Regions from separate parts of the Zea mays genome. Here regions 1 and 2 are each linked to region 3. The links are chromatin contacts, called in public Hi-C maps. All regions are on one chromosome and are shown on one strand. Each heading gives the region's core, a stretch centred on a gene start, on an enhancer-like site or on the middle of the called end of the contact. The rest is flanking DNA. Distances are from core to core; before and after follow the strand shown. Region 1 has its middle 3.6 kb from the start of LOC111591193. Region 2 has its middle 15 kb from the start of LOC111591193. Region 3 has its middle 5.2 kb from the start of LOC103651113.

What was found. A called contact is a pair of places that touch in the nucleus more often than the background predicts.
Region 1: a Hi-C map of tassel shows a contact between it and region 3, with 2.2 times the contacts expected there. The contact joins two enhancer-like sites. A contact is called at or near these places in 8 of 25 Hi-C or Micro-C datasets (bundle sheath, ear, leaf and 1 more).
Region 2: a Hi-C map of ear shows a contact between it and region 3, with 2.2 times the contacts expected there. The contact joins two enhancer-like sites. A contact is called at or near these places in 5 of 25 Hi-C or Micro-C datasets (ear, endosperm, leaf and 1 more).

What each region holds. Positions count from the first base shown.
Region 1 is chr3:193,614,016-193,616,715 of Zm-B73-REFERENCE-NAM-5.0, forward strand. No RefSeq gene overlaps it. Among protein-coding and RNA genes, the nearest start is that of LOC111591193, 3.6 kb to the right of the region's middle. Within about 2 kb of position 1,371, at least 11 of the 20 cell types and tissues checked have an H3K27ac peak or open chromatin away from gene starts, as enhancers often do. A contact at or near this core is called in ear and tassel, where this site is marked.
Region 2 is chr3:193,632,274-193,634,973 of Zm-B73-REFERENCE-NAM-5.0, forward strand. No RefSeq gene overlaps it. Among protein-coding and RNA genes, the nearest start is that of LOC111591193, 15 kb to the left of the region's middle. Within about 2 kb of position 1,443, at least 20 of the 20 cell types and tissues checked have an H3K27ac peak or open chromatin away from gene starts, as enhancers often do. A contact at or near this core is called in ear, endosperm, leaf and 1 more, where this site is marked.
Region 3 is chr3:193,794,112-193,796,811 of Zm-B73-REFERENCE-NAM-5.0, forward strand. No RefSeq gene overlaps it. Among protein-coding and RNA genes, the nearest start is that of LOC103651113, 5.2 kb to the right of the region's middle. Within about 2 kb of position 1,275, at least 17 of the 20 cell types and tissues checked have an H3K27ac peak or open chromatin away from gene starts, as enhancers often do. A contact at or near this core is called in ear, endosperm, leaf and 1 more, where this site is marked.

The DNA.
Region 1 (2,700 bases), core at 121-2,620, 180 kb before region 3:
TCTTCAGGTTACTTCGGGTAAAACTTTATGCATGAGGAGAGAGAGCATGGAATTAACTTATGTGTGTTTTATTGTAATTCAATTTAATTTCCCAGATTTCCAAGCACTATAGAGCTTGATATAGTTGTTATGGCCACTTGACGATATATAAATATGATGCCACACAACACAGTCAAATAAAATATAAAGCCAAATAAAATTGTTTACAAAGGTTGCACATAATGTGACTTTAGGGGCTTGAACAACCCACCACAATCCACGCGAGTACAAGCTCTAGCGTATCTGGCGTCAACGCGTGTGCGGCCATCAGGGTCACGACAACACAACAAGCCTTCGTAATAAGTGCAACAGGCACAATTATGGCTCGGTAATCGGGGTACACGATAAGTCCACGCAACGTGCGCAACATGCGCAATTGTGGTTCGATGATCACGGCGGACAAAGAGTGCCTGCAGGGCATGCGAAAAATACGCGACTCACCGATAGCAGTTCCACTCAACGAGAGCTGTCCGATTAAACGAGAGTGCTACATAGCAATCACATGACGCAGCCAAGTTCGTACGACACAAATACTGCGTCGTGTTGCCAGGACGCAGCCAATGCTCAGCTAATGCCATAACTCAACCGATTAACAATGCAGCCTGATCGGCATGTTCGGGTACCCACTATACAATTTAATCGCTCGACATGAGTCCAAAAGCTCAACATAATATAAATATTTAAAGAGCGATTTAAGTATGCACAATATAGAAACGTGCATTTTAATATTTTTCTACTAAATATCTGCTATGAGAAATATAAAGCAGAAAAATAAACACCAAAATTAATGCATGAGCATAACACATCAGGTGTAAAAAGTTATTTTCTATATTTAAGCATGCATTTTGACTAGTTATTTGCGGTAGAAAATAATTAATTGAGATAGAAATAGTAAAAAACTTATTAATTATTTTTCTAGTCGATGCCTTTTTTATGTCTCATTTCTTAATCCCAACATGTACTATGGTGGGTGGCGTGTGTGTGGGTGCTCCATTCATATAAATGCGCAGCAACCGCTTTGACTGCATGCTACTTTGACTGCATGCATGCAGGCGTATCCATGCATACACTGATTATCGCATGACCCGTTAAGGCCGAGATGGCCGGCCTCGCGATGGCGGCTCACAATGAGCCATGCTCTTCCTACGCCTTTGAGGCTCCTATCCTTATAACGCGCCAGCAGTTATTGATAGGATTCATTGGCCACCAGGTGGTCAAAAGGCGATCCAACAACCACGGCCCTCATATAGGCACGCCCCTACGGAGGTGCAGCATCAGCAAGGCACACTGGTGTGGCCTCGACGCGGGCGATTCCAGCGCAGCGCGTGCCTGGGCGCTCCACTGGACGGTAACGCGTGACCTAGCGCGCCCACCGCTAATGGCGAGTAGAGACCGGCCAGTGCAGAATCAGCCATGGCGTGAACAGACCTGGCGGGCCAGCTGACGGGGCGAGACATGGGCCACCTGCACGCTAAGTCGGCATGGGCGAGCATGCACCTCACCGATCGCGGTGACAAGGGCCATAGCGCAGCCTTGTGTGTCCCCGTCGGATCAATAATGAACAGTGCTACACACAAACCATCAGCCGCAAACACATCTGTTGGATTTGGAGAAAACAACCTAGCTCTCGATGCGCGTAGAGGAATACGGATCGCAGCGCATGCACAACAGTAGATCAAGAACACTATATTCGATCTACAAGCCTTACCGATCAATCGTAGCCCATGACAGCGATGGCAAGTTCGTCGCACAAAAATCGTAGCCCGTGCACAGCAGCAGATCAAGAACAGTAAACATACCGTTCGATTGCGTAGAGGGAGAATCGAAGCCTGTCGCGTAGGACAGTTCGGCTAGGCCGGAGACCTGCCGGATTGACGGAGAGTTGATGCAGATCTGATCCAGCAGCAACGTCGAGGTAGAGCGTGCTGATAACATGTTGAGAACTATGTCACCACGGATCACCAGTTCCGCTCCCTTCCCTCCCATCAGCAGTAGAGGCGCGAGAAGCTGTAGAAGACCCGTCTCCCTTCCCATATAAGCACGACAGAGTAAACACACGAGACACAGGGTATAGGGTTGGGCCTCTGGCCTCTTTCTCTTCTCTATCATATGAAGGGGTGTACAGATTCCTTATATAGAGATGTGAGACCCCTCAGGGGCAAAGCAGGTATTTGCCCACATAACCCTAACTAGGGTTACTTAACACAGGCAACCACAGTGCTCCGCGCAGCAGCCTCTATAGGTGCGGAGCGGTTGTGCCGGCACGATGGAGTGGAAGTAAGCTTCCGCGAACGGATGTCCGGTCCACTGCCGGCCTCCGCCCTACTTCACACGATGCACCACGACCTAGCCTGCTGCCGGCCCTGCAGGAGACGCAGCTCTTGTAGTAGCTAATGCGTGTCATCGAGGTTGACGCCAAGGTTCACAACTCACCCCGCCGCTGTGCCAGAGCATGTCGCGTCCCTGCCGCCGCATGCATGTTTGGCAGGAGCGAGGCTGGAATCTTGCAGGCGGCTTCGGTCCGGCTCCGGCCTGATACGAGAGACGCCCTTATAAGTTATAACCCCAGCAGCTCTTCGACGGTGCGCGGGATGCAAGGAAGGGGAGGTCGTGCATGCGCGGGCCCGCAAGAGCGGCGCCGCCAGCTCTACTGCCACCGAG
Region 2 (2,700 bases), core at 193-2,692, 160 kb before region 3:
ACCATACCGATTACTGATTGTAAAATAAAATAATTTAGGTCTGGTTATATCCTTCTCTACGTAAAAGTACTCCGGGCTCAAATTTTACAACGCGCGCTGGGCGCGCGCCACATCCACTAGTATTGTACAAGAGTGCGTGTGGCCCCTGCACAGTCCGTCTCGCCCGGCTCATTAGCATTGTTAAAATATAAGCATGTCACGTAGTAGCTCACGGCAGCATACGTACCAAGGATCCGTAAACATGTGCACTGGACTCTGGTCACGCAGCACGACGACCGCACTCTTCGCGGCGTGCCGTTGCCCGTCGGTGAAGGCAGAAGGCCACCAACAGGCAACACCAAGGACCCAGACGAACCTACCCTAGTAGTACTGTCATACTAACTGTTTTACCGCCCTAAATCCGGCCCGTTTTACCTCCTGCGGTGAAACAAGCACCCGCTCCACCACCATCACCGACACAGCCACGCAGGGCACCAGAAATAGCAACGCTTAAAGGAGCGAGCCCAACAAGACAGGACTAAGCTTTCCTTAAATAGGTATGTACAGTACAGCTAGCCGGAATAGTGCGCCGTGCAGCGTGCACCCACTGCTCTACTACTTCCCAACTCCCGCTGCCCAGTCCTCACCTGCTCACCGCCAGTCACCATTGACACTGCAGCCACGTCACAATCCGATCGAGCATCAGCATGACGGCGCCTCGTTGAGGTCGAAGGGCAGACCGGCGCGGCTTCGGCCCGTGCCCAGCTCCAGCGCCAGCGCCGTTGACGGTGGCTCGGATGCCAGCGGCATCGGTGCAGTCGTGGGAAGCGGGGCCGCGGCCGCGGCCGCTGTCTGGGTCGTCTGCAAGCAGACGGAATGCCACGGAGTAGGGCAGTCGACGTGGACGTCGACGCCTCCGAACGAGACGTGCCGCGGCGGGGGTTGACGAAGAAGCGGCGCCAGACGGAGGCGCTGCCGCTGCTGCTGGGCCTGGGCGGCGTGGTCGGCAGGGAAGTTGGTCTTGGCCTTGGCGCCGCGGAGGGTGCGCGCGGCGCAGTCGTACGCGAGGGCGGCCTCCACGGGGGTGTCGAACGTGCCCAGCCACACCCGCGTCTTCTTCCACGGGTCGCGGATCTCGGTCGCGTACCTGCCCCACGGCCGCTTCCTCACGCCTCTGTAGTGCGCGCCGCCTCCTCCGCCGCCCCTCGCCCCGCCACTGCCGCCGCCGCCGCGGCTCAGCACTGCCCGAAGCGTGGGATCCATCTGGGATCGAGAGCTGGGCGGGCTTGTTGGGTTACAGCAACGTGCGTGGTGTTTGGTCTTTGCCACGAGCACGAGGTGGAGACTGGGAGAGCACTGTCTGCGCACTGGTACCTGCCTGCCTGCCTGGTGCGGTGGTGCCCTGCTAAACGTCGTGCGAGTGCGACTGTGCGAGCGAGCGGCGCCGAACGGAGCAGCAACTTTTCCACGCCGGTGGGGCCGCTGTCGCTGTGACCTACGTGTCAGTGAAACTTGCATGCATGCATGCACATCCCTGTCCGCTTTCCTTTCCCTCGGACTGTTTTTGTCGCCTACTCGCCGCGAGCAATAAAAGGTGGCGGAAACAGGTCCAAAACGACGTGCTCAGTGCTCACACAGACGGACAATGACCTGCCGGCTGCCGCCTACGGGGGGGCCACGTGATCAGAGCAAGTCCCGCAGTTTCAACAGTGAGAAAATGGTATATCCTGATCCTTTCTATTCAATTGATGATAATGTAAAATCTTATAAAAAATTATATGTGAGTGATATAAAAATGTTTAAGATATTTAAGATGACAAATAAAATACTAGACACAATTACAATGATATAGAAAGGTGTCACTCGTAGTTAAACTCTCAGTAAAATTATATAAATGCTAGGAGTATATAATTTACTTGTTTCTATTTTACATTATTATGCACAAGTTAGTTGTAAGTTTATAATTCGTTTTTTCTTGTTTTTAGTTCACTTTGGCGTTTAATTTACCTATAGACTGTTAGGCAATTGGGCTACTCCAGCGGCTTACTTGTCCCTTATAAAGCGCGAGTTTTTTTCGTGGGTCTTTCCCTTCCATGCTACCTGTAGCGAGCATTCTCGGTGCGTCAGCGAAATATAAAAAAATGTGGCCGCTAAGATTCGAGTTGTTGTCTATAGGACGAGAGCAAAAATCGTCTCTAACCACTGCAATTCATGTTAGTTTATGTCAAATAAACGATAGCGATGTATGGACAACTAACTAGTCTTGTTTCAAACACTACTCCATAGACAGTTTAGCCTACAATATAAAACAATATATTATGCGGCCGTATGCATGGTCTGTTGACTGTTGGTCATAGCCTTAAATTGTTACTAGCATATAGTTCATGATAATGCTACGATCCCGCGAAGGAGAAATGTTGACGACGGTGGCGCGCGGTGTCGTGAGGGATTATGGATTATATAAATATTATCAACAAATTAAGGGAGAGGGCTTATCTAGGGCTTGAATAATTGGTTTTGTTGCTATGTTAAGTTTGGATGCAATTTGTTTGGTGGATTTAGTGGAGATTATGGTTATTTTGGTGATTTGAATGGATGTGTTTTGCAAAGTTCAAATTGGTGGATTATATAGCAATATAAATATAGATTAGAATATAGATGTCGGGGACCATAATTAGGGGTACCCTCAAGGCTCCTAATTCTCAGCTGGTAACCCCCATC
Region 3 (2,700 bases), core at 25-2,524:
ATTACAACTTAGTCGGCACGAAGGCCCAAATGTGACGTAACAAGTGGCATCATCGTTATGAAAAGTTTTTGCGGAAGCGTTTGTTCAAGTATCAATTTCTTTCAACGCACATTCTTGTCATTCTAAATTTGTGCGCATGTAGCAGGAAATGAATATTTTATACGGTATACCACAGTGCATAAAGTGGAGAGCATAGTTGCGCGTTCAACCTATCCACGTTAGTGTTTTTTTATTTGCGTCGTTAGATTCAAGATGTCTGGCTATGCTTTGCTCTTTACACCGCTTCTTTATTTCTCCTCTCTCTTCCTTTCTCGACAATTTCGTCTCTATCATAGGATATGGTTTTCCTCTGCCTTTCTGTTCGTGGTGGATGTGGCGACTCGACCAGATTTATAAGAGACCAAGTATGAAAACCAACTATTTGACAGTGATTTAATACACTTGAACCCATATAAACCTAGGGGTCTAATGGAATCACGAAGGATCTTAAACTTTTTCCTTCGTAACCAAGATCGTAATAAATTAGCATCCATTGCATCACGTGATACAACATTTCACAGAAAACAAAGTAGATCAAAGTAAAATTTAGTTATTACAACTTAGTCGGCATGAAGGCCCAAATGTGACGTAACAAGTGGCATCATCGTTATGAAAAGTTTTTGCGGAAGCGTTTGTTCAAGTATCAATTTCTTTCAACGCACATTCTTGTCATTCTAAATTTGTGCGCATGTAGCACGAAATGATTTTTTACGCGGTGTACCACAATGCATAAATATTTATATCGTGTAGCATAATTAATATCAATATATGTCTACATGATATAGATATAATGATTACCGTAAACCCTAAACTTATAAAATAAGGAAATCAATATCACAATAAAACTTCAAACTTATTCGTGTTAAAAGTCATAGATATATTGATCAATTAAATTTTAAAATAGGGGGAAACTGTGGCGCTATATCGTAAAAAATGTATTTATTGTGAGATATATTTTAAATATTAAAAATGTATTTATTCTAGGAGCGAATAAGGGAGAAAAAAAAAGTAGAGTCTGCGATCTCACGTTCCTGCTGGTACCCGACAGCGCCCACAAATAGCGCACGGATCTGACAACTACAGCTGGCGGGTGCCGGTGCATAGCGTTCGTTCGGGACCTGTTCGCTAGCAGAAAAAAGAATTCATTCGCGTAGAAAATGACGGGATGAGAGAGAGCCGAAAAGGAGGACAGCGGCTATGGTCCTGGTGCGGCGCCTTCTACGTGCCGCCTCTCCAAATCAGTCGCGTCGCGAGGTGGGTCCGCGCACGCGAGCGGGGCGGCGCCAAGTGGAGATACGAACGGATCGCGGGGGCGGAATTGTCCGGCGACGCCGGCGCCCGCTTTGTTTGTTTCGTTCGGGCGAGTGATGAGCGATGGCGACAGGCAGCGGGGCGGGCGGCGTGGAGAGCAGGGCGAGGAGTGGGAGCCGTTTGGGCGGACGGGACTGGGATGACAATAATCCCGATCCCCGATTCTAGGCAGAGAAAGTTTATTACCCCATAGCGGTAAGCAAACCAGAAAAAATTCTCACCCAACGGATAAACAAGAATAGAAAAAAAATCATTTCTTATATTGGTGGAGCGAAAGTACTCTAACTATTTATGTTAAATTTCTATATAGAGATTATATGAGCCGCTTCTTTCCCTTTTTTTTAAATCCGAACATCTAAAAAACTGAAATAAAACTGCTATGTTCTCATCCACTCCTTAACCAAACACACGCTTAATTTCTTAAAAATTCTGTTAAACCTACTACTAGTGACGGCATGTTCCTTGCGAAGCATGGTGACGTGAGAGAAGGAATTGGGAGCCCACACACCGGTGGAATAGATTTTTTTCGCGAGCAGGAATTTAGGGAGCTGAGATAAGAGTCCGTTGGAGGTGTTTTTTTTTTCTTCTTTTTTCCTCAAAAATAAGAATTGGGAGTTGTGCTTAAGGACTTACCGGAGATGTTCTAAACATCTTGGCATTGGCGTGGATCGATAATTTTTATTATTATTTTAACTCTTTTATTAGAATGACAACGGGTATATAACCATTATACTCTTAGATAAAAAATCTACAATGTACCGGTTTAGGTGTAAATTTATATCTTAAGGGCTGATTTGGTGGTCAGAAATCCCGAGGGGATTCATGGGGGAGGAATCCCTTTGTTATTCAAAATTGAATTGCAAGGGGATTTCTCCCCTATGGATTCCCTTGGGATTCAATATCACCAAATCAGCCCTAAGGTTTATATCACAGACGCGGTTTAAAGAAACACGTATGCAACATAAACGCTTGTTTATAGAGGGGCCACCATGGCACCATCCGTGTTATGGCTAAAATTTCACGGCATCGAGGACTTCACGTTTTGTCAGGGGCATTAATTTTTTTTGTCATCTTTACGATTTTTACTAAATCACCAGCCAAAAAATAGCCGAGTCGCTATATACCACTCACTTTGTAAATATGGTAAATAGTTAATTTTCCCATTTAGGTTACCTCACTTAGTTCTCGTTTGGTTTCATTAGTTTTAGACTAAAGTTTAGTACATGAACTAAAATTTAGTCCCTATCTTGTTTAGTTCTATCTTATTTAGTTCTAGAGACTAAATATATTCTAAATATTTTAAATGAAGTATACAGTACAAAGACTGAAATATCACTCTCCTGATTGCTT